Regions from separate parts of the Mus musculus genome. Here regions 1, 3, 4, 5, 6 and 7 are each linked to region 2. A link is a contact called in public promoter capture Hi-C data. All regions are on one chromosome and are shown on one strand. The core of a region is the stretch at or near the end of the contact, and the rest is flanking DNA. Distances in the headings are between cores, read along the strand shown. Region 1 holds the start of Acat1 (acetyl-Coenzyme A acetyltransferase 1). Region 2 holds the start of Rdx (radixin). Region 3 holds the start of Rab39 (RAB39, member RAS oncogene family). Region 4 holds the start of Pts (6-pyruvoyl-tetrahydropterin synthase). Region 5 holds the start of 4930550C14Rik (RIKEN cDNA 4930550C14 gene). Region 6 holds the start of Npat (nuclear protein in the AT region). Region 7 holds the start of Dlat (dihydrolipoamide S-acetyltransferase (E2 component of pyruvate dehydrogenase complex)).

What was found. Promoter capture Hi-C pulls out the DNA fragments that hold promoters and counts their contacts. Capture Hi-C pulls out chosen DNA fragments and counts their contacts.
Region 1: a contact with region 2 is called in a promoter capture Hi-C map of liver, with 6 times the contacts expected there. The contact joins the promoter of Acat1 here to the promoter of Rdx in region 2. A contact is called at or near these places in 6 of 39 promoter capture datasets (cranial neural crest, frontonasal cranial neural crest, hippocampal neurons and 2 more) and 2 of 484 Hi-C or Micro-C datasets (B cells and CD4 T cells).
Region 3: a promoter capture Hi-C map of pancreatic islet shows a contact between it and region 2, with 24 times the contacts expected there. The contact joins the promoter of Rab39 here to the promoter of Rdx in region 2. A contact is called at or near these places in 3 of 39 promoter capture datasets (the C10 cell line, hippocampal neurons and pre-B cells), 1 of 115 datasets of contacts at active chromatin or transcription factors (astrocytes) and 1 of 9 other capture datasets (pancreatic islet).
Region 4: a promoter capture Hi-C map of pre-B cells shows a contact between it and region 2, with 4 times the contacts expected there. The contact joins the promoter of Pts here to the promoter of Rdx in region 2. A contact is called at or near these places in 3 of 39 promoter capture datasets (liver and pre-B cells) and 1 of 484 Hi-C or Micro-C datasets (CD4 T cells).
Region 5: a contact with region 2 is called in a promoter capture Hi-C map of hippocampal neurons, with 9 times the contacts expected there. The contact joins the promoter of 4930550C14Rik here to the promoter of Rdx in region 2. A contact is called at or near these places in 15 of 39 promoter capture datasets (the 3T3-L1 cell line, 3T3-L1-derived adipocytes, the C10 cell line and 10 more), 2 of 115 datasets of contacts at active chromatin or transcription factors (embryonic stem cells and epiblast stem cells) and 1 of 9 other capture datasets (embryonic stem cells).
Region 6: a promoter capture Hi-C map of pre-B cells shows a contact between it and region 2, with 7 times the contacts expected there. The contact joins the promoter of Npat here to the promoter of Rdx in region 2. A contact is called at or near these places in 14 of 39 promoter capture datasets (the 3T3-L1 cell line, 3T3-L1-derived adipocytes, the C10 cell line and 9 more), 1 of 484 Hi-C or Micro-C datasets (CD4 T cells) and 9 of 115 datasets of contacts at active chromatin or transcription factors (astrocytes, embryonic midbrain, embryonic stem cells and 4 more).
Region 7: a contact with region 2 is called in a promoter capture Hi-C map of liver, with 6 times the contacts expected there. The contact joins the promoter of Dlat here to the promoter of Rdx in region 2. A contact is called at or near these places in 7 of 39 promoter capture datasets (the C10 cell line, cranial neural crest, hippocampal neurons and 3 more) and 1 of 484 Hi-C or Micro-C datasets (CD4 T cells).

Annotation. Positions count from the first base shown.
Region 1 is chr9:53,608,762-53,612,028 of GRCm38.p6, forward strand. Acat1 (acetyl-Coenzyme A acetyltransferase 1) reads right to left here and starts at 1,589. Exons shown (of 12, transcript NM_144784.3): 1 at 1,452-1,589. The coding sequence starts at 1,514.
Region 2 is chr9:52,046,215-52,049,860 of GRCm38.p6, forward strand. It overlaps Rdx (radixin), which reads left to right and starts at 1,727. Exons shown (of 14, transcript NM_009041.3): 1 at 1,727-2,218. It also overlaps the pseudogene Gm6981.
Region 3 is chr9:53,704,717-53,708,016 of GRCm38.p6, forward strand. It overlaps Rab39 (RAB39, member RAS oncogene family), which reads right to left and starts at 1,516. Exons shown (of 2, transcript NM_175562.3): 1 at 1,173-1,516. The coding sequence starts at 1,399.
Region 4 is chr9:50,526,683-50,530,339 of GRCm38.p6, forward strand. It overlaps Pts (6-pyruvoyl-tetrahydropterin synthase), which reads right to left and starts at 1,974. Exons shown (of 6, transcript NM_011220.3): 1 at 1,875-1,974; 2 at 188-267. The coding sequence starts at 1,954.
Region 5 is chr9:53,403,381-53,406,585 of GRCm38.p6, forward strand. 4930550C14Rik (RIKEN cDNA 4930550C14 gene) reads left to right here and starts at 1,906. Exons shown (of 9, transcript NM_001376944.1): 1 at 1,906-2,232.
Region 6 is chr9:53,535,401-53,538,841 of GRCm38.p6, forward strand. Npat (nuclear protein in the AT region) reads left to right here and starts at 1,647. Exons shown (of 18, transcript NM_001081152.1): 1 at 1,647-1,788. The coding sequence starts at 1,752. It overlaps Atm (ataxia telangiectasia mutated), which reads right to left and starts at 1,271. Exons shown (of 63, transcript NM_007499.3): 1 at 1,163-1,271.
Region 7 is chr9:50,658,259-50,661,739 of GRCm38.p6, forward strand. Dlat (dihydrolipoamide S-acetyltransferase (E2 component of pyruvate dehydrogenase complex)) reads right to left here and starts at 1,522. Exons shown (of 14, transcript NM_145614.4): 1 at 933-1,522; 2 at 430-531; 3 at 1-31. The coding sequence starts at 1,208.

The DNA of each region.
Region 1 (3,267 bases), core at 339-2,838, 1.6 Mb after region 2:
AGGTAGGGGAGTGAGGAGTTCAAAGTCAGATGACCTAGTTAGCAAAACCACTAGAAAGAGAGTAATAGTAATGGTGGGGAGGGGGAGGAAGGAGAGTGGGGCTGGGGCGGGGAGAGAGGCAAGAAAAGGGAGGGGAGGAGAAGGAAGGGTCAGAAGGAAAAAGGCACACGAGTCTTTCTTGGGAACACTTTTTTTTTTTTATGCATATGAGTACACTGTAGCTGTCTTCAGACACACCAGAAGAAGGCATCAGATTCCTTTTTTTACAGATGGTTGTGAGGCACCATGTGGTTGCTGGGAATTGAACTCAGGACCTTTGGAAGAACAGTCAGTGCTCTTAACCACAGAGCCATCTCTCCAGCCCCGGGAACACTTATTTTACGAGTGAGGTTCTGCCCATCTCCAGATGAGAAAATAGACTATCCCTCTGGCTTTCCTATTACTGCAGTCACCCAGTACTTATTGTTTTTTTATCTTTCGGAGACTGGGTATCTCCAAATTGCCCACGTGGGTTGAAATCCTTGATCTCAAGCTCCTCTTGCCCGAGCAGCAACTCAAGTAAGATTCATTTTATAGTTTGTTTGCCCTCAGCTTCCAGCTCCAAGCCTCGGGCCCTCAATTATTCTTTCACAATCTCTTGCAGAGCAATGCTCTCTTTCAGCTCCTATTGCCAGAACTACCCGTTTCGGCGAACCCTGATTTTCTCAGAAACAAAACCACGCAAACCTAACTCCAGACTCTTAAAGACTGACCGACAAAGTCTAGAATGTCACCTTTGGAAAGTACAAAGTGTTCGCCGAACACAACCATCAGAAGCGAGGCACTCACTTCAAATAAAAATTATTTCTTGTACTGTCTCAGTAGCCATCTTGTTAGTTTTAAGACAATCTTCTGATTGCCATATAGTGCCTGAGCTCTGATTAAGACAATTAATTAAACCAATGATTAGCCAGGTGGTGGTTCATGCCTTTAATCCCAGCACTCTGCAGGTGGAGGAAGACCAATGAGCTCGAAGCCAGCCTGATCTTGAGAGAGAGAGAGAGAGAGAGAGAGAGAGAGAGAGAGAGAGAGAGCGTTCCAGGGCAGCAAGGGTTCCACAGAAAAACCAGTGGAACAAAATACAAACCAAACCCCAAAACTCAAACCAATCAAACAAAAAAACAAGGAAAAGGAAATCACAAGGTCACAAAAACGTCTTAGAAACTCCTGGGCCTACAGAGAGACTCAGCTCTCTGCAGTCTGGGATCGCGCCTGGTCAGGCCCAAGCTTTGCTGCACAGCTGATGCGGAGCGTGACAGTAGCACAGACTGACAGGTGGACTGACACACGACGGCGCAGGCACTCGATCCCCAAGGCGCTGGTGCTGAGCGCTGTGGCCCACGAGGACGGACCTCGCGGGCGGCTGGTGGGCTCCCCGATCCCGGCCCACCCCCGGAATCGACCCTGCTCACCTGCAGCAGCCCGCGAAGCAGAGGCCTGCGGACGACGCCGTGCAGAGCCACCAGGGCAGCCATGGAGACGCGAAAGGCTGTCAAGGGCAGAGAGACGCGCCGCGGCCTCCACTTCCCCACCGCAGAGCTTGCGACGTCGTGGCGGGCACCGCCCCGACCCTCTCCTCCAATAGCAGTCCAAGATCGCTGCGCTTGGCGGCGATTGGCCCGTAGCCAGAGGGCGGGGCCTGGCGCTTGGCCCGAGGACTGAGCTGAGGCTCTCCTGGACCAAAAAAAAAAAAAAAAAAAAAAAAAAAAAAGGACTAATGACCACGTGGCTTGACACCTAGGTGGTGCACGCTAAACTGTTGATTGTTGATGCCAGTTGTTTCTGCCTCCAGATGCCTGTAGTTTTCGTGCAGTCCGAGACTTTCCATTCACTTTGCCGTGCCTGATCAGGTGACTGTATTACCCAGACAAAGGATGTTGGTAAATGTTTCCAGCAATTCCCATTATATTCATTTATAATACAAATAAACCAATTTCTTACGTTAAAAGAATGTTGAAGTTGTTTTTCTGTAGGATGCTAAGTAAAATACATATTACTATCTAAACTTCACTGAGTAATAATAAGATTACATCAACTTTCAAAGAAACTCCCCGCAGGCTGGGTGTGATGGGACACACTCAGGAAAGAGGCAGGTGGATCTCTATGAGTTCGACGCCAGCCTGGTCCACATAGCGAGTCCCTGAACAACTAAAACTACAGACGGAGACCCTGTCTCCAAATAATTAAAACAAAACAGAAACAGTGCATTAACTGATATTACATGATAATTCTCACATTTGTGTAACCCATTGCTAAGGCTAGTTGGAGGATTGTTTTGCTTAGGTTTTGTTTGGTTAGTTTTTAGATAGGGTCCCACGGTGTAGCTCTGGCTATCCTGGAATTCACTATGTAGACCAGGATGGTCTTGAGCTCACAGAGATCTTTCTGTCTTTGCCTCCCTAGTGCTGGTATTAAAAGCACTATGCCAGGCCATTTGCTGACTTTGAATCTTCAGTTGGGGATAGCAGATCTTTCTGCTTGTGACATTAATTTTCCTTGATGTAAAACAAAAGGCACAACATACAAATTGAACAATTTACTTCAAGTCGACTTGTTTCATGTAATTGTGTGCACTCCTGTGTAGGCCAAGGGTAAACCTCAGATAACTCCCTCTGAGACTCTCTGCTGCTTTTTGTTTGGTGTTTTTTGTTTTGTTTTGTTTTTGTTTGTTTTGTGAGACAGGGTCTATCTCTCCTTGCACTAGAATGGCTGGCTAATAAGCCACCATCTCTACTCCTTCAACCCTATCCACCCATCCATGGAACTGGGGCTACAATCAAGGGCCACCACGCCTAGCTCTTTACATGGATGATGCTCTAAACGCTTTCTTGTGATGCAAACACTTTGCACACTGAATCATCTTCCCAGACCCTTTTGGGGTAAAGTGTGTGTATGTGTATATGCACCTTTGTGTATCTGCACCAAGTGCATACAGGCGCCTGAAGAGGACAGTAGAGGGCGTCAAAACTCCTAAAACTGAAGTTGTAGGTAGTTGGGAACTGTCTGTTGTGTTCTGAGAGCTGAACCCAGGTCCTTTCTAAGAGCTGATAGTATTTTTAACTGCTGAACCATAAGCCCCACTTTTGTTTTGTTTTTCAAGTTAGAGTCTCATGTAGCCTAGGATGCACTCAATCCCACTAGGTAGTCAAAGATGACCTTGAAGTTCTACTCCTCCAATGTCCACCTTTAGATTGCTGGCAACAGAGGTGGGTATTGATCCCAGGTCTT
Region 2 (3,646 bases), core at 477-2,976:
ACCAGGAGGCACACATACCAACACCACAGCATTGAAGGCTTTGGGATATTTTGATTGAATATTCAATACTTCATTTAAAAGTGCTAATATCTGATGTGAAGATCAAAATAAAGCAACGGTATGTGTGTTTCCTCTTTGATTTTGTATCTAATAGGTATTACTGTGATGGAGTTTTTAGTCTATTCCAGAGTATTTTCTTCAGATGTGTTCTGAGCTGTGGACCCTCTGAACGACTGACTCTCCCACCAAACTGCTTTTTAAATATTTGTCTCTGTTTCCATTTTCCCATCCACAATGTTTGAGAGTACCCTTTTTATCTTAGCAGCTTGAATACTATCTTTTACTTAAATATTTACGAATATGATGGCAACTGAAATGCTACAACTTGGGTTGCATCTGCTACTGCAGGACATAGGATAAGATCAGAGCTCTTAGATTCAGACTTTTGAGTCAAACATGCCTTTGGGGTTGGCCATGGCTCTGCCATTTCCTAGCCAGGTTATACTGACAACTAACTTTTTTGAAGCTCCCCTTTATTCATTAGCTTCTTTTAATGCCAATAATAGCTTTTACCTTGAGCCCAGGGTTGTTGTAATCATTAAACAAGGCAGTCATGTGAAAGCACTTCACTGTTCTGAACATAAGACCACGAATGAATGCTTCGTTTTCAGTTGCAAAGTGTACCACCGACTTCCGACTTTAGTTTGATTAGTGTACTACTTGGGACTCCCATGACATTTTTACTGTCCCTATCTTTGTTGCACCCGTGGGGAGAGGGTCCACAAGTATTCAGTTGGTGGTCTCAGAGAACCACCTAAACCTGTTTTGGCTACAAAGCACACAGCTGGTTCCCATCCTTGAGGAATTTGCAATCTAAAGACTTCTGAGATTAACCTGGAGTCTCTGGGGGCTTTTTAATTGTTTAGTGAGGTCTCTTGAGGGTGAAGGTGGTAGCTCACTGAGGAGGAAGCTCAGAGAAAGGATCTGCAGAGTCCCTGGAAGAGCTACTGTCTCAGGAAAGGCAAGTCTAAGGCTTCCCTAAAGATGGCGTATTTGTCCTGTAAGAATTACGTACATTCGCGTTATATTTGTATTGACAGTTCGTTTACGAAAGAGGTATTGAGTAAACGGAACGCGGTAGGCAGGTAAGGATTGAACCATTGCTGTGTGTACAAGTGGCACCAAGTGTTACTCTAAATCCCAGCAGAAAGTACTGAGGGCAGGCAGCACCGAGGTAACCCCACCAGAACGCAGCCTCGGTCTCTCTCTCTAGCGAGTGGATACAGTGAGACTATGGTCAGACTGGTAACTTTTTCCAAGTCTAGAATAATTTAGGTTTGGCTGCTCTTTGGGCCCTACTTCCAACTTTTTTTTTCCTTTCTCAGCCTACTCCTTCTAACCGCCAAGGAAGGAGTATCCCTGCTAACAACAAGAACAAAAAACCTGATCGCATTATAGGGTCATACCCACTGGCGTTTTGAGGGAAGTTAAAAACACTGCAAAATTTAAAACCAACCAGCCTTTCTAGCTGGTTAAAAACCTGCACACATTAATGTTCTTTTTGTTGTAAACACTGGGCCCACTTCCCTCTCCTAGCCCGGGATCCTGCAGCCTAGCACCGAACTGCACCCTGGAGCGGCTGCCGAGGGGATCCCCCCTCCTCCCGGGAACAGCTCCACCTCGGGGGCGCTGGAAACGCCCTCCGTGAGTTCCCTGGCACCAGCGGGAGTTTCAAGTTTCCACTCGCGGGGCGGGGGCAGGCGGCGGGCGCGCGGCGAGCTTCGGGCCGCGCGGCTCCGCTTCGTTCACTGCGGGCTTCGGACTCGGGCTGGCCCGCGGCGTCCTCGTCCCGCGGGGAAAGCTTCGCGAAGGCCCCGCAGCGCGTATTCTCCCCCCAACCCCCGGCTGAGGCCCACTCGATTCCGCCCGGGGCGGCCGGGAGACACGCTCGCGGGGTTGGCGCTCGAGCCCCGGCCTCGCCCCGCCACTGGCGGCCCGCGGGAGGAGGGGGCGCAGGGCGGCCCCGCCTTCCCCCCCGAGGAGGCGCCGGGCGGCCATATTGCCGAGCTGTCTGCGGCGGCTGCGGCGCGTCTTCTCTCAGGCGGCTCAGGGCTCGCACCGCCGACTCTCCGCTCGTTCGCCGCCAGCCACGACGCCCCCGCCGAGCCGCGCCTCAGCCAGCCGGCGGCGGGCAGGGAAGGAGCCACTCATTTTCGGGGTAAGCCCTGCTCGGCGCGCTCCCCCGTCCCAGGCCCCGGGGGCCGCTCTCCCCGCCGAGGCGCTGAGGTGGCGGCCAGAAGTTGCCGGGCTGTGGCGCCGCGGCCCGGGGCCTGGCGCGCCTCACAGACGGACTCGCGCCTGGCCGCCCTAGAGGCGCCGTGGTCGTTAACGGCTGAGCCACGCCACTTACCCGGAGTCTCCCGCCGCGCCGTCCGCCGTCGGCCTGGCCGCCCCGTGCGTCGGGCGGTGCGGGTTCCCGCCGCCGTGGACTGGGCCCGGGGCTCGGGTCGGCGCGCCCTCGGGGGCCGCATGGAGCGTAGGTCGCACGCTCTCTCGCAACCCGGGGACGGGGACCGCGAGGCTAGAACTTCTCCCCCGGCCTCCCGTTTGAAAGTCGGGGTGTTGGATTACTAGAGAGCGTGCGGACGCGCGAGCCGCGGAAAGGCCGTCGCGTTGCCGGGTCCCGCCGCGCAAGCCCGCGAGGCCAGGCCCGGGCTCCCGGCCGCCCTTACCTGGGGCTGCAGTCACGGCCCGCGCCCTCCGGGCCCCCCGGCTTGCCCGCACCGCGGAGTCGCCTGGCGCACAGTGAGCAGACCCCACCAGGAAACTCAGCTTTTCTGCCTTTCGGGGCTCCCAAACTCCCATCGCCCAGCCAAGTTTGAAAGGGAGTAGTGCGTTATTTCAGTTGAATAGTCCGTTCCTACACAGATGTTTCTGTAAACGTTGCCAGGATTCTGGGTGGTTTTGTTTTTTTTTCCTCCCTCCCCAGAAGAGTGGTTATTCATTGGAAATGTGTTTTAAGAGGTCAAGTTTATAATTTTTTTTTTTAAAGTACAGTTGAGATTTTGTAAAAAGAGGTGTGAGGGAGATGCCCGGTTGGCTGTGCGGAGGCACCAAGATTTGCATGATGTAAATGTAAAAGCCGAAGATAACAAGGGTTTATGTGATAAAAGAATACTTGGACACTGCAATCTATTGTTGACCGAGCATCTTTTTTTTTTTAATAGAATACTTATAAGACTGTGACGAAGCACAGAATAAACAATTGCCTTGTTCATTTTGCTGCATAAATAATGGCTTAATCTGCTTGCCAAAACTGCCCCATCAGATCTGAAAAGAGAGCCTAATGTTTAGGATTGCGGGCTTTTTTTTAATCTTTAGAATTCTGTCACTTGCACCAGTGTGTACTTTATCTTTCATAATAATAATTTCTTCAAATATGACAAAATGCAGACTCCTTTTCAGATTGTCAGTATGCTGTGAAAAGAACCACAGTGGCTTTCATTGCATAGATCCCTTTGAAAACTGTATTTTGGAACATTACTCGGGTAGTCATTAGGAAGTCTTTAGCTTGTCTGCGTGAGGAGGAGTTGCCCTCTGTGGGCCCTACAAACTCATTTGCTCATCTGTAGCTTCACACGGGAGA
Region 3 (3,300 bases), core at 266-2,765, 1.7 Mb after region 2:
AAAAGATTTATTTTTTTTATTATATGTAAATACACTGTAGCCATCTTTAGACACACCAGAAGAGGGCATCAGATCTCATTAGGGATGGTTGTGAGCCACCATGTGGTTGCTGGGATTTGAACTCAGGACCTTCAGAATGAAGAACAGTCAGTGCGCTCTAAGCCATCTCTACCTACTAAGCCATCTCATCAGCCCCGATCATATGATTTTTAAAGAAACAATTCCCTACATTATCAGCTTTCTTACTTTGCTCTAGAACAAAGTACTCTTCGATCTCAAAAACTGGAAATACGCTTTAAATGTGATTTAATCTCAACTATCCAAGGAATTCAGTTTCATTTACTTTTTTTCTGTAAGGCCAGTCGACTTTATACAATCTTTCAGGTTCCCCAGTAAACAACCAGAATGAGACTATTTACTTGAGACTGACTCTCTCCCCATTTAGAAAAGTGCTTTCTTCTGTTGTCACATACAGAATGTTACGAATCCATCAGTGAAATAAAGGAAGGGTTGCAGACAACCCTCAGTATTATCTTTTTCACACCAAAGCGTCAAAGGTGACAAACTTTTAAAGGAAACTTCACCCTATAAATGCAAACACACACCCTTAGTTGTCTCAGTGACTCCGATGTTGCATTTAGTTGTTTTCCAAGACCTACTCCCGAGGGTCATGGCCCAGAATTTTCTGATGACCACACTCGGTGCTTTCAGATGTTTAAACCATTACCGCATGCATCTCTCTGTGAACCGTTCCGAGGGCTGGAACCCCGTCTGGAATTCTGCTTGCTGAGAACTAAAGATTTTTCACAGACCTGGGAACCCCACTTGGCATATTTCCCGGGCCTGAAAGAGGCTTGGTCAAGGCTTGGAGGAGGTGCTAGGAGGAGGGTGGCTGAGGCAGGGTGTGTGTGAACGGCGAGCGAAGTCGAGTTTGGGGAGAAGGCAGCGGTGGAGCCAAAGGGACCCAAACGGCCAAGAGGAGCAGACAGAGCTGGGAAAGACCGGCGACCCTGATTCGGACAGGAAAGGAGACAGAAAGGGGGCGCAGGAAATCCGCACTAAAGAAAGAAGAAACTGCGGAGGAGGAAGTCGCCCCTGGAAGGGGAGGGGCGAAGGGGAAGCGAGCACCGAGCGCTAGCACTTTCGAGAGCCTGTGGCGGGTGCCTCCCTACCTGAAGCGCTCCTGCCCCGCCGTGTCCCAGAGCTGCAGCTTGATCCTCTTGCCCGGCTCAATCTCCAGCAGGCGCGAGAAGAAGTCCACGCCGACTGTGGGGTCGCAGGCGGGGGAGTGCAGCCCTGGGAAGCGGCCCTGGGTGAAGCGGTGCAGAAGGCACGACTTGCCCACCGTGGAGTCTCCGATCACAATAAGGCGGAACTGATAGATCCAAATAGTCTCCATCGCCTACGTGCCCCGTGCGCTCAGGAGCAAGTTCTGCCTAAGGAACTGTCCCTTCAGCACCTACGCGGCGCGCGCCCGCCCGCTTCCAGCATCTTCCTGCGGCTGCGGCCGCCGCCTGGTAGCCGCCCTCTGGGGAAGGAGGGGCGGGGCCGCGGGCAGGGGGCGTGGACTTGGTCTGATTGGGGTGGGGCTTGAGAGTGAGGGCGGGGCCACGAGTTTGGAAGGGACCGTAGGTAGGGGTGTGATCGTGAGTTGGGGGCGGGAACCTAACTTGCAGAGCAGCTGCGTCGGGCAGGGGGCCGGGCCCCAGCTGTAAGGGGAGGGAACTGACGTTGTAGAGGCGGGTCATTGGTCGTGCGGGGGCGGGGCCTCTAACTAGAGGGGCGCGGCGAGAGCGTCGGCTGAGGGGATAGGGAAGTAGCAGAACTCTAGACGACCTTAGCGTATTCTAGTGCAGATCTTGCTGGAAATGGACAAGGAATGGGTGTGGCGAAAGGATGTGACAGCAATAGCAACCAATGAAAATGTACTCAAGGGCTAAACTCCAGAAAGGTCAGCCAATGGGAAGTGAGAGTCATTTTCTCTCACGCATCTGCGAAGGCTCTCTTCAGACTAAGACCCTAGTTTTGAAAGTCAGTCAGGCTTCTGTATGTGGATTCGTGGTGTCCGGGTTCTCAGAAGATTCCAGTTGACAGTTTCCTCTGAAGAAAACAAATTTGCAGAACTAGTTCTGATAGTTTCTGTTAAGGATTGCCTGTTGCTGTTTGCCACAGCGTTTTCAGGATGGTTCTAGCCCTATGCTCGTTGGGGCCCTTCAGCCTGGGAAAAACTTAAAATGTTGAGAAGCTCATACGAGTCATCATTATTCTCGGTCTATAGCTGCCCTCTGCTTGCGTATGACCAAAGACCTAATAAACGAAGCGTAATTTAAATGTTGGTGAGACCTTACTGTGTTCTCTTCTGGACTGGGATGTAGCCCCCAGGTGGTAGAGTTGCCTAGCAACATGAAACCCTGGGTTTAGTCCCCAACTCCGCATAAAACAAATATGGTGGCCCACGGTTATTATTCCACCACATGGGGCTCGAGGATCAGAAGTTTAAGATTATATCCTGTAACTCTCTGTGTCAGCTACACAGAGGACAGAGGCAGATGGATTTCTCAGTTCAAGACCAGCCTGGTCTACAGAGTGAGTTCCAGGACAGCTAGGACTGTGCAAATTTCTTGCCAACCATTTCATTCTTTTCTTGCAACATCTAACTATCACACTCATCCTTAATTCCTTTCTTTGTTTTGGAGGAAGAAGCGTGACTTTCAGAGAACTCTTCTTTCCTCTGCCATGCATCTTTAGGCCCCTGTCTGCAATTAGTCAATCTTTATTTTATGTGGTATGTATCTTGTCTCCCTTCTACAATTGTTCTTCCTTCCTTCCTTCCTTCCTTCCTTCCTTCCTTCCTTCCTTCCTTCCTACTTTCCTTCCTTCCTTCCTTCCCCCTCTTTCTTCCTCCCTCCTTCCTGTTTATTTATTTATTATTTTTGTTTTGTTGAGACAGGGTTTTTTATGTACCCCTGGCTATCCTAGAACTAGTGTTGTCAACCAGATTGGTCTCGAACTCACAAAGATCCGCCTGCCTCTGCATCCCTAGCGCTGGGCTTAAAAGAGTGCACCACCACCACCACCACCACCTGGCTCTACTATTAGTTTCTACTCCTCTGCCTACAACCATATTTGAGTGTTCTCAGTCCTAAAGCTAATTAATCAGAACCCCCTCGGTGATGTTTCTTTGCTTCCACCATCTTGTTCCTTTTCACGTATTCAAAAGAGCCCTCCTCCCTCATTTCTTGTCCACAAGACTATCTTTAACAAACCTTCATACACTTTCTATGCCGCAGACTCTCATGA
Region 4 (3,657 bases), core at 724-3,223, 1.5 Mb before region 2:
TTCTACTGTCTTTAACATGGTAGACAATTGTGAGGTAAACCAGAACACCCATCCAACCAAGACAATGACTCTGTCTTGAATTTCCACTGAAGGGCTCAGAGCCCTGACCCTGTCCCGGAAGCGTCTGGCTCCCAGCCCCCTCGTCCTTCTTCCCAACAGGCTAGGAGGGAATGTGCCCCTCCCTCACCTTTATAGTTGTGCCCGTGGCCATTCGGATTGTTGCATTTCCCAAACACTCTTAAGTTCTCTTCATCGCTCAGAGATGGGCTGACAGGAGAAAGATAGAGGTCAGCCCGAAGTTCAGACGTCCAGAAAACTCTACAATTTCATGTCACTGTAGATGATCAACTGGTTAGATCGCTTGCATATCATGATCCCCGTTTCTATCAAGAACCAACACTCCACTCTCTAATTAAACTAGATTACCACATAAATCATCCAAGACCTTCATCTCAACCCACTTAGTCCACAGTAAGATGTCAACAACTCTGCCCATAGTCAGCACTGTCTCTCCTGCCCTCTCTCTGTCGAGGTCTCCTCTATCCCTGGCTGGCCTCAAACTCACTAGGTAACTTAGCACGACTTCCAACTTCTGACCCTCTTGCCTCCACCTCCCAAGTCCTGAGATCTATGTAAGCAGGCACTGTGTAGTCAAGCACTCTACCTACTGTGCTACATCCCGGCTCCACCTTCCAATTCAACAAGCCCTGAGTATTAGCTATGGGATAAGAGATGAAGCAAGGAGCAGTGATAAGCACGAAGACATACATATCCTCCAGCGGCTTAAAAACGTCATTCCTCCTGACAAATAATGACCTCAGGCTCTTCTTTTCACAATCTTGCCCTCCTCTGCCTCAGCAGTTGCCTAGTGGAAACCTTACCAATGTGTTCCAGGACACTCAAGTCAGGTGAAACTTTAAACTTACTACACATGGCTGTCATTCCAGACAGAAAACAATTAGCTTAATGAATCTGTATCAGTCAACTTATCTGTGCATCCTTACTAACCTTGTGTGTAAGCTTCCTATTATAAAAATCCCTTTTGAGAGGCCGGAAGGATGGCTTAGCAGTTAAGAGTGCTTACTGCTACTGCAGAAGACCAGGGTTCAGGTCCCAGCCCACCCACGTGACAGCTCAGAAGCCTGTAACTCCAGTTTCAAGGAATCCTCTTTTGGCTTCCACAGACTCTTTCGTGCAAGCTGTGCACACAGCACACAAGCACACACAAACACAACTTTTTATTTAAATTCTTTAAACTCTTTCTTATCCCCTTCACTCTCTCCTACTGCGCACTTAGAGCAGTACAGCTCACAAGACTTTTGAAGAAAATTCTCACTGTACCCAACTTGACCACACGGAGGGGTGGGGGTAGAGGGATGACAAGTGTCAGCTGTTCCCTATGACAACCCTGTTGTTAGAAAAGGCCGTTCTCTGATGATGACATGCAGATCCAAAGAGCAAACCTTCAAGTGAGTAACGAAGCTCCCTTTGAAACCAACTCTCAGGTGCGGTCTTGTTTCTCTGGGATTCAATTCCCGACTGTGTTGCTCCTTTGGAAAGTATCAAGGCTGGTTTTACTTTTTTGGTAAAAGGGGGATGAAAACTACCTTGGGTTGCACCCGGTAGCCCATGCTCCTGTCATTGTACCTCTGGATGTGGGCAACCTCTGGAGGGAAACTCTCCAGAGTGGATCCTCCGGGATCGGAGCTATACCGCCCTCTCCCGGGTGAGTGCCGGTAGTGCAGCTCCGCACCTTCACCATTTCCTCTTCGGCCCGCCCCAGCTCGGCTCTAACCCACGCGCGTGGCCACGCCCCCCAGGGACATAGCGGGACAAGACCCGCGCGTGCGGTGACACACGTGGGCACACCCCACCTGTGCAGCCGGTGGCTCGCGCTGAAGGACACGAGGCGCGACAGTCGCGCGCGGCGACGAAGGTCACCCGCCGCGCTCATGGTCTTCGGACCGAAGACTCACAAGCTAGCGGTTCCGGCTTCCGGGACCGAGGCCAGTCCCGCCCCCGCGGCTGCGCAGTGCAAACTCGGCCCTCCCTGCCGAAAGCACTCCTGGGAGTGGTTTCGACTCGCGGCACCCTTCGGCCGACTTGGAGGCAAACACTAGCGCCCCCTGCTGTTCAGTCTTCGCTAGGCAGTCAGAAATACCTGGGGCCAGTGGGTGGGTGAGAAGCCAGAGGCCTGGATTTTTAAATTGCCAGGTTAGTTTGTGTCTTCTTCTTTCGCTTCATTTTTGACAGTCCTGGGTTTGACAAATCCAATGTCTGGGTGCCCTTATCAGATGTTCTCCAGCCCGGTACCACATTGAAAGTGTCCTTAACCAAAAAGAAACCCCAGCTAAGGATGGCAATGCACTGTCATTAGAGTTACCCTGCAGGCTGAAGCTGGGGCATTGATTTTAGGAGTCCCGATCTGTTCTAGGCAACATAGTAAAACACTAGCTTAAGTGGAAAATAAAGGAAAATTTTGACATCTCAATATCCAAGTGAGAGAATGTCATACAAAGAGACTTCCTCAAACCAGAGACAGCCAGAAAACAGATTCACCGTTCAGAGCCCTCAGAAGGAATACGCTGTTCCTGGTTTTAGATTCCTGGCTTTCAGAGTTTTTGAAATGGAAAGGTATTCCAGTGTAATCCCAACCGCTCTTGTGCAACATTTGCTGGTTCTGTGTTTAGATATTTGTCTCAGAAGGTTAGCTTCTATTAAATGTTGTCAGTCAGAGATGGCATATATCAGTGATCCCAGCACTGAGGCTGAAGCAGGAGGGTGACAAGCTCAAGGTCCGTCTCAAAAGGATAAAATCCTATACATAATTCAAATGGACACCTTTGGCAAGGCAGCCCCCACATCACCCATCCATTAATTAAATTTTAAAAACTAAATTAAAAAAAATGTTTACCCAAGTATCTTTGGCTGTCCTGGAACTTGGTCTGTAGACCAGACTGGCTTGGAACTCACCTGCCTCTGCCCCTCTGCCTCACAAATGCTCGGATTAAGGGCCTGCATTACCACCACAGTTAAGACCTTAATCCCAGATGCTTTAAGTATTAGACACATGTACTTCAGAACAACAAAATGGTCCCTGTTATCTGAAAATTCAGTTTAATGGGGGCAGTCCAACAAATAATATGTCAAGTGAAAAATTACCATTTCTGTGTCAGAGAGTAAAAGAAAGCTTCCAAGAGCAAATTAGTCTGAGATGGGTTTTAAGGAGTCCAACAGATGGGTAAATAGAAAATCCCAAGAGGAAAGAGTTTAAGCAAAGGAAATGTGGAAACGTAGCTTGCTTAATGCACAGTGACAAATTCTTGGCTACCTTGGGGTGCATGCAAAACGGAGGAGAGTGTATTGGAAATATTGACTGAAGACCAAGTAGTGGAAGAATTGTAAATGTCTTTCTACATATAACGGAAAAGAGACCCTGCCTTTCCCCTCCCATCTAGTTTTTCTCCAAGAGAAAGGAATTCCCAACTGTTAAAATAACATTTTCAGGCATAATGGAGTCTTGCTTGCCCAGATAAGTGTGGCCTACTCTCTGGTGCTATGCACACAGGAAGGAAAGGAGGAGAAGGAAGAAGAAGAGGAGGAAGAGGAGGAGGAAGAAGAAGAGGAGGAGGAGGAAGAGGAGGAGGAGGAAGCCAA
Region 5 (3,205 bases), core at 656-3,155, 1.4 Mb after region 2:
TCTAGGGAATTTAAGCAGTTTTGGCCTAGTCATCGGGGCCTGAAGAGGAAGCACAGCGGCCCCGAGAATCACTGGGTGAGTTCTCCACCAGGCGCGCCTTTTCTCAACTTTCTTCGATTTGTGATCCGAGTTTGATTGTTTGCTTTCTCAGTGGAAGAGCATGGGGGTTCATGCCTTCTGGGTAAATGTCCTACAACTGAAGTATTATAATCCCAATTTTGTACTATTATTATTATTATGTAAGTACACTGTTTCTGTCTTCAGACACTCCAGAAGAGGGCATCAGATTTCGTTACAGATGGTTGTGAGCCACCATATGGTTGCTGGAATTTGAACTCAGGACCTTCGGAAGAGCAGTCTGCGCTTTTAATCACTGAGCCATCTCGCCAGCCCCAGCATTGAGGTTTTTGTTGTTGTTGTTGTTTGTTTGTTTTGTTTTTTCAGGGTTTCTTTGTATAGCCCTGGCTGTCCTGGAACTCACTTTGTAGATCAGGCTGCCCTCGAACTCAGAAATTGGCCTGCCTCTGCCTGGGATTAAAGGCATGTGCCACCATGCCTGACTATAATCCCAAATTTTAAGACATGTTAAAATCTCGACTGTGGCTGATTGAGGGAAAGTCCTAACCACAGCCCACAATCCCTTGCCTAAAACACCCAGTCTGCAACGCTGGAGAGGGTCTGTGCCCTGCCCCCAATTCCCCTTGCAGTTCCAAGACAGCCAGGACTACATGGAGAAACCCTGCCTTGGAAAAAAAAAAAAAAAACCCTTATGGAAAAAAAATTTAAACAAAAACAAGAAAATTAATCCTTTTTTTTTTTTTTTTTTTTTTTTTTTTTTTTTTTTACAAAGTGAGTTCCAGGGCAGCCAAAACTACACAGAGAAACCCTGTCTCGAAAAAAAAAAAATTTACTCCTATCTGTGTGCTAACACGTGGCTGGTTCTGACTCCCAGCTTCATGCTCCCAGGAATAAGACTTAGACTCAAAATATATTTACAAATACCTTGGCCATAAAGCCAGGGTTTTCTCTGACTAGATCATAACTTACATAATCGACATAAACCCATTATTTTAACCTACATTTTGCCACATGGCTGGCTATCAATGCTCAGGCACCATGAGTCGGTCTCCTCACATCTTCCCGGGCTATTCTCCCTTGGGACTCTATCCCAGAATCCTTTCTGCCTCCTGGATGTTCCACCTCCCATTTCCTGCCTAAGCCATAGGCCACAGACTTTTTAATTGACAGGTGATGCATCCATACAACACACAAGTATTCTCTCTACGCATGGCCACAGTGTCTTGAAGGAGAACCAAAGCCCAAGGCCCTGTTTATGGAAACTGTGATAATTTTGAAGGTCTTGACATTCACTTTGTCACCGAATTTCCTACAGAGATTCCGCCCCCACCCCCCGTAAAAATGCATTTAGTATGTAAGGAAAATATTTTCCTAGAAGTTCATCTTCCTCACAAATTATGTTCCATGCAAGAACATAGAACTGGGCAGGTCTGAATACTCTTCATTTTACATTGTTACACTCTGACATTGAGGTAATGTCGGCGTGCAGGATATTCAACATTCAAGTCAATAAAGCATGCATTAAATATGCAGTGTGCTTTCGGGTTCTGTGAAGTCCTCTATTTAAAACCCGTGTCAGGCTAAGGAGCTTAAATTTAGAAATAGCGTTAGTCTGAGACCTCATGTTACTTAGGCCTTCAGCAAGGCCCGTCACATGCCCGAGATCTCTCTGAGTTCCTTTCTCAAGTCCTCTGCCTCTATGGCACTGAGACTGGAAGAGAGCGAGATTTCTACCAGAACAAACATCAAAGTGAGAATGGTCAGGGTTGGGGGCGGGGCCTAAGAAGGTTGCTAGGGAAGGAGCTATTAAGTCATTTCCGACTGACTAAGTCGTTACCAAGGAAACAGCGGAGAGCGACAGAGATTGGCAAGTCAAGGGACATGTTCCCTCCCCAGCTCCTTTCTGCTCTGGTGTCTGGTTTGATCTTGGCCTGCTGAAAGACGCTAAATACTCACGATCTTAGTATGCTACCATCCTTCTCCATGCTCTGTTCCCCAAACCCCTCTCCTGGCACAGTTGCTCTGCTGTGATGGAAAAGCTTTCCTCTACCTCACCAACCCCCACTCCAGCCTCGCCCTAACTCAGGAGCTGCAGCTTCGGGGATATTGCTAACCCACCTCTCGCATTGGGTTTCCTCCACCCTGTTAAATGCAGTATGTGGTTTTAGATTTTTCTCCCTAAAATATTTAGAGATGGAGGGAGCATTCTAAAGGGTACATGCTTAGGATTTCTGTCTTGTCCCTCAGTATCAAGATGTATAGGTAAAGAGGAATAGCAAAATCGTGAAGACACATTTGCTGAAAAAAATAAAATTTAGTAAAGAGAACGGGAATACGGGTTTGGAGTTGGAGGAAACCACAGGACAAGGGTGTCCACTTGCAGGGCTCCCTCTGAATCCCAGCACAGGGCTATTGGTTTGAGACTGGCTGGTAGTCCTCTCCTAATTGGCAGTTCGCACCTGGGTGTAGTAAAGTCCTGACTTAAGCAATGGTTTCCTTGTGCTCCTTGGGTCTTAGAATTGAAGTATTTCCCACGTGGTTTGAAGCCTCATAGCAAACGGTTCTGCTCTGAATCATAAGTTTCCTTTACCCTCTCCTGCGCCTTTCATCTCTCCTTCTCTAACAATATTTTCACGTTTTAGTGCCTCATATTTAAAAAAGACAAGCCCTCTTGAGTCCAGCCTCATCTTCTGGCTACTGTGTCCCTGCTTCCACATAACAGCCCAGAGCCTACTTTGTCAATTCCTCAACAACCTCGGTCTTTTGCTCTGCGGCTCCACTGCTGGTAATCAGCAGTTAGGTCTCTCTCTCTCATTTTTGACTGTACTCATGCACATTTACCTGACCTGCCATTTAGTACACTAGCAACATTTAGTATAGTTGAACGTGCCAAGGCTTTTTGGTCTTCTTTCTCCTTTCACGAAGTGCCTTTGTTCCTCGGGATCGTTTCTGCGTTGCTGTGCTAGTCACGACAGAATGGCAATGCACACGCTACACCTTTAATTTGCATCATTAACACATCGCCATAGATCCTTAAATCTTAAGTCAACTAGAAAAAGTCATAAATACCGATTTAAAACATTTGATAGTTTTCACAATGCAAATACTCTTAGGGCCAGTCTTATAG
Region 6 (3,441 bases), core at 397-2,896, 1.5 Mb after region 2:
GTCAGGTATTGCAGGCCTAGGGGAGGCTCAGGCAGCACAATTGTGAGTTAGGGGCTAGCCTGGGTTGCAAAAGGGTGGGTTCTATGGTCAGGCTGTATTGTTCGGATCCAGGTCCATTCAATTAACAGTTATCCAACCTGCAACATGTTGGTTAAACTGGCACCTGTTTTCTGGATGCTAGATGAGAAAATGATACCAGTATCTACTTTAAGGAGTTCGTTTCCGTTTCTGTTTCCCTCTCCCCCACCACACACCTACTTTCTCTTTCTCTCTCTTACTATCTCACTCTTTCTCTCTCTCTCTCTCTCTCTTTCTCTCTCTCTCTCTCTCTCTCTCACACACACACACACACACAGCAAATATTCAGTATAACTGTCATCCTGTTACTGTCTTCTCTTACGATCGCTTTATAAATCTATTTGATGACTGTTTTTTTCCTCCTCTTCTTGCTCTCATCCCTTCCTCTGGCTTCAATACACTGGAAACTTGCAAAATCTGTATCACTCAATAACAAGAGCTCGTTACACTTTGTGCCTTTCCATGCACTTCCTTCTGTCTGAAAGCTTCGCTACCATCTTGCAGAAGAATTTACACCCGGCAAGATCTAGCAGCAAAGTCGATTCTTTCAGGCTCAGTTTCCACAGAACCAGTCCTTCCTCGGCTAACACAGTTTTTCCTATCACATTGTCGCTTTGAAAAAGTAGCTGTCTACTTATCTGTGCCAGGTGGCGGGGGTGGGACCGGGGAAGGAGCGCAGGTTAAACATTTTCAAAGGCTCAGAGTGGCTGCCACTTACCTACTACAGACAACACAGGCAATACAACTGACAATGAGAATACGAGACTGTGATTTCCAAGGGCCAGTGCTCTTAACTACGAACATGTGCAAACCTGTAGCTTAAATATAAATAAACGCTCTGAGACTAAAGTATGAGATTTAAAAAATCTAGATCGACCAGAACCCTTAAGATGACAGATAGGAAAGAGGGACGTGCAGAAGGGAAGATTTAGGCTCACTCCATCTAGGGTCTGCAGAAAGAGGGAGAAGATGACGGCCGTTCTGCAGAGAAGGGGTAAGAGCCATTCGGAAGCTGAGGAAAGATGGGCTCAGAAGAGAATTTTCCCCTCACAGAAGTCCCCGAGCGTTCGTCCCTCGCTCCTACCGCTGCATTCTGCCTGCCAATGCAAACCCAGGTCGCTTCGCCTTTTCCCGCGTGCACGGATCTAGCAGCTGGTTCTGTACGCACGCCTTCCCGCTTCCGGCTCTATAAAGCAGCAAGTTGGTAAGGCACGGGTGCCCCAAAGGAAGAAGTCGGCATGCGCCGCCGCACGACTGCGCTTGCGCGTAGGCATCACGCGCTCTCCAACTCAAAACACTCGCTCCCCTCAAAACAGTCTCCCGGCCTGAGGAAACGCGCCTGCGCAGTGCGCACCAATGGCGATTGCCCTCGCTCCCGCAACTCCGCCCAGGGGCCGACGCTCCCACAGCCGGCCACCAGGTCCTCTCTGGCCACAACCCTCCGCAGACGGAAATGACGACGGTTCCGAGGAGAACGGAGGCGGGTTTCATTTCGGCGCCTTTCTGTCTCCCGCGGAAGCGATTGGTTAGTGTGGCACGAAAGAGGCGGGACAAATTGCCGCGGGTTCAGCACCTCCAGTGGAACCGGGAGATGCGGCGGCGCCGGGGCTGTCGCCGTGTTTGCTTTGAGTTGAGTCTCGTCCCTTCAGGCCGCTCCCTGTGCAGCTCGGATCATGCTGTTACCCTCGGATGTAGCCAGGCTGGTATTGGGTAAGCGGCGGCCTGGGAGGGCGGGTGATCGGACCCGGGCTGAGGGGACGGAAAGACCAGGGGCTGAGGGGGAGGGCTGCTCGGGGTGGGGAAGCTCTGAGGAGTGGTCTGCTCCCGTCCAAGTTCAGACTAGCGGAGAGGCTCGGTCCCTCGGCGCCTTGGGACAGTCGAAGCTCCTCGGTGTAGGGATGTCCCTTCTCCTCCTGCTGCGCGATGGGGGCAGCCGAAGGGAGAAAGAAGCTCGGCGGGGAACACCTGGGGCCTGGATTCCGAGGCACAGCCAGGCCCGCTGGGACACCTGAAGGAGTGTCGCCTGCGTGATGGACGAGGCTGCGTGTCCCCTACCCTTTCCCTTGTCAAGAGCCGGGACTGATAAAGGAAAAGGCGGGGGGACCCCCGCTTCCCCGGCCGCCCAGCCTTGTGGAAAGACTTTCCGACGCCCTTACCCATAACCCGACCTTAGCACTGGGAATTTGGGACACAGGGAGGGCCCCACACCCCTGGCCCACCATAGTGGCTTGAAACGCCAATTGCATATTTCAGAACGGCAGCGTGTCGTGTTCTTGAGCAAATATTTAGGAGGTACGACGACTGACTTCTGGTTGCACACGTTCTAGCCCTCGTTTTCCTCCATTTTCGAAAAGGGTTTGTTCATAGACCACTGGTTGGTCGGGAGATACTGTCTCTGGAAAAGACTGTTTTCGTTGTTTGTCCTGTGAAAGAATAAAAGGGATTGTTCTGTAGGGAACAAGAGCCTCTTAGGCTCAAAACTGGACAGTGACTTTGAAACGTTATTTGGGACATCTCTAAAAGAAAGTGGTCGAAGTATGAGGACTCATTCCATAGTTTCCACAGCCGTTACGAACATTTGCTTTGTGCCCAGCCCTGTCCAAAAAATAAAAATTGCACATTAGGCAGGACTTATTTAAGAGGCTCTGTACGATTCTACTGTCCATTTTTTGAGAAACTTAAATACAAAAACTAGTGTTTTGAATGTTTTCATCTTCATCAGACTTGGATAGTTAAATTTATACCTGTGATTTTTAAACTTAGCTTTCTTGTAATTTTAAAATTAGGCTCATACAAAATTGGTTAAAAGTAGACTCACATGATTTTTTTTCTCCCCACCTATACGTATTGTTTAGGTAAGAACTGCGACTTTTAGCAGTCTTGTGATCCATATAAAATTCCATGATCATAGCCTCAAAAGTGGCTTTTGGAGTTTGGTAGTATGAACATTGAAAAGTGGATAATTTTTATGAGGATTTTTCCATGTTTTCTTTCCTCAGATTTTATGGGATGCTTAATAGCAACCCTGATTTCATTAGATACAAGTAGGATGTCATTCCTTCATGTAAGAAAGGGGGTGGGGAGGGGCTTTATATACTGTCAGCATATCCCCTGAAGAGAAAGTCCTGCCTTGTTAAGAAAACCTTAAGGAAATGACAGGGCCTTTCTAATTGGAATAATTATGTTTCTGCCCCACTAACAAGGTAACTTATTCTCTTGATGCCTAGAAACTCAAGTTGTTGCTTTTCATCCTTAAAATCATCTTTGTTGTTCAGATTCTGCTTTCAGTGCCATGAATTCCAGCATGCCTCCCATTCTGTTTTGGAATTGTGATGCCTTTCCTCATACTCTACTTGCAATTCA
Region 7 (3,481 bases), core at 272-2,771, 1.4 Mb before region 2:
CAAACCCAACAGTGGCTTTATCAGTTTCAACCTGTTAGCACAAAAGCACTGGCTTAGGTTTGTACTGCCAAGAGGCAGTTAACTGGAATGTGTCTAGAAATCCATACGAAGATAAAACCCACTACCACAGACTTGAAAGAACGGTTTAAAAACATTTTGGGTAGAAGCTAGGCATTGCTAACATTGTAACATTGGGGGTGGGGGGGGATATCTCTGAGCATTGCAGGCCAGCCAGAGTTACACCGTGATCTCAAAAACAATTTAGCTAGCTGCTGACAACGTAGCTAACCAATCATCTCTAATAAATGGGGAGGTGGGAGGGGAGCTGCTTCTTAAAGAGAAAGAGGAAACTACCTACCAGAAGGCTAAGCTTTAGTCTATTCAGCAAAGCCACTCCCTTAGGTAAAATCTGCGTGTTTTAAGACTTACCTCTGCAATTAGATCACCCTCACTGATTTTTTCCCCTTCTTTTTTTTCCCAGCGGGCTATGGTGCCTGCCTGCATTGTAGGGGAAAGGGAAGGTAATGGAACCTGCAGAAAAAGAAGCATACATTTAAACAGGCATACTTAGCCCTCGGCGTGCTTTCATTCCACCCAAGTTCATGCAGAGTATTTACTGAGTCACATTTCAAACTGTTCACTGGAGATACAAAGGGAGATCTAGCACTCCAGAAATTCATGACTTTCAGAGGCAGGTTGATCCTCCAGTCAGTCTAGTGGATCTGAGAAAGCACGTGAGACTTCTCAGACCTTTTGCCCATAGCCGCAGGCTTAGACCTCTTTCAATAGAAAAGATGCCCACTGGGAAGGTCTTGGGCGAGGGACCGTAATAGATCTGGGAGGGAGCTGGCTGTCGGAGGCCTCTCAAGGAGGATTCCCCACGCCAAGGAGCGGGCTCTGAAGGACAACAGGCTCCAGGGTGGGTCACTCACCTTCTGATGCGGAGGGAGGCTGTAAGAGCGGCGGCTGGGCGACCCCAGGAGTTGTCGCAGCAAGCGGTTACGCGGGACAGTGCCGGAGCCGGAGCTCCAGCCGCACAAGGAGCGGACCCCATAGCGGGGGATCCCACTACCGCAACGGACCGCAGCGGGGCCAATCCGCGGGCTCCCGCATGGGGCCCCGGGGCCTTCCTTCAAGGCCGCCCACCGAGCCCTGAACCCATCCCTGGGCACAGCACTCCGCGCCCTCCGCGCACAGACGCGCCACATTACTGCCACCGACCCCCACGCCCCAAAGGCTCCGCCGTCTCCGGAGTGACCTCTCCAAGAGCAGCGCGGCTCTGCCGTCAGCCGCGCACTGCGGTCGCGCAGTGTCGTAAAAGCGGCTGCTTGGACGGGCGACCGGAACGTAGGGTTTCCGTGCCCCTCTGCGGGGGGGACGCGTCGGAGACACCCGAGAGGGACGGGAGGCTGCCGCTTAGGATCTGCGGTGACGAAGGCGCTGCGAGGCAGTGCGGGGGCGGTGCACGTTTGGGAGAAACGGGAAAGGCCCTAGGAGAGGTGTCGCAGAGGATGGGAAGTACGGACCAGGGCCGCTCTAAGGGACCCGAGAGTCGGACCGGCTGCAGCCTGAGGGCAGGGAGGCGGTGCCAAAGGGAACGACCGCCTTTGCTTTAAGAAAAAGCTGGGGAAAAGAGCCCGGGCTGACAGTAATGCAAAGCTTTAGGTCGATGGGTGCGGGCGCACCTTGGAAAGTTGGAGAAAGGAAAGGCCCTCGAGTGACGGGGGATCAGGGGGTGACCCTTGGCTGCAGAGCCCGCCCCGTGCAGGCTGTCCTAGGTCCCTAACCCACCGGAAACGGGAGCAGCAGGGTTTTCAGCCAAATGATGTGAAGGGCAGCCAAGAGAAAGGTACATTTTCACATTTCCAGTTAGTCACAGAAGACTAATTATATTTCCTCTATAAAGATACTTGTTTGTAAAAAGCAGTTTTATTACCCCCAGATTTCCACCGTATCCTCTTAAATAGCGAAAATATTTTAACACACACACATTCCTTTAATTATAGCATTACGGAGACAGAGGCAGGTGGAACCCTAGATTCCAGGACAGCCTGGTTTAATGCTGTTCATTGCCAGGCCAGCTTGGGCTACATACTGAGATTCTTTTTTTTTTTTTTTTTAAAGAAAGGTTTAAGATACAACTTTGCGAAAGTCGTTGTCGTGCTGTCCCGCAGTTCTGTGAATTCAATAGGAAAACAACAACAGAAACCTTTCTTAAACTATGGAGTAACAATGTGGGGTCAAAAGAAAAAAAATGGCAACAGTGAAAAGCTGCCGAACCCAGCCGCGCCAACCTAGGTTGTTTCTCACTACTGCTGCCTACACTGAATCCTACCGCGTCGCTGCAGCTGTGGCTGTGAGGACACCCGTGCCCTTTGTACTGCCATGCCCTCGGTGTCACACGAGGCCAGCCAACACTGCCTGAAACACCTTGGCACAGATTCCCCGTGTATGGTGTGATTCGCACTGGTTTTACTGTACAAAGTGTTCTGCTCTCACGTGAGCATAATGATTTAATTGCAGAAAGACATTTCCCACAGTTATCCCTTCTATATAAACATTATAGTAGTATAATCTTTAGGTTGAATTGTTATGAGTATTTGGATTTTAAAATTGCCGTGGCTGATTTGAATTTCATAGAAAATCAATCAGTGAATTTTGGTTTGAGATTAGGACTAAATTTTCCAGTAAATGTCTCCCTAGATTTTCCTATTCTATGTATATATATAATATATATATATATATATATATATATATATATATATATATATATATATTAAATTATGACATTATTTTCTGTGTATATGCTAACCAACTCCATCTCTCCAGACCAACACTGAGCTATCTTGCCAGCTCATATGGTACATATTTATCTGAAGCAGCATCCTCAATATTGACAACTATAAATCAACTCTATGTATTGTAGTAACTATTTAAGCGATTTTTTTTTAGACTGACAGCACAGTTCACACGGGTATCTCATTTATAGGACTAAACTATGTGTCCATCCTAAAAGAATGTCTATTGAAAATGGGTATAGACACAATGTAATTTTTTTTCAGTCACAAATAATGGGGTTTGTCATTCACAAAATGGATGCAACTTAATTAAGCAAATTAACTCGGTCTCAGATAAATATTGTATATTTTCCCTCATTTTCTATCCTAGTGTCACTGAGCAGCATCAACACTTGGTGACGTCACCTTTGTATGCTGTGCAGTCACGAACAGACCTTCTGATGCGGTACACACATCAGATTAAAAAAAAAACAAAACTTACTAATGTGTGAGGCAGATGAAGATCTTATGTGCTGTTTCTCCTTGTCTTCTGAATTAGTATAGCAGTAATCCTGCTGAGTGCTTGACTTTCAGTTATTGAGTAATGATTTATGTGCAACATTTATGCAATATGTATCCATTGGATGGGTTATGTAATTAGCCTTATCATTCCTGAACTGAAAGTGACATTAAATTAGGAGGAA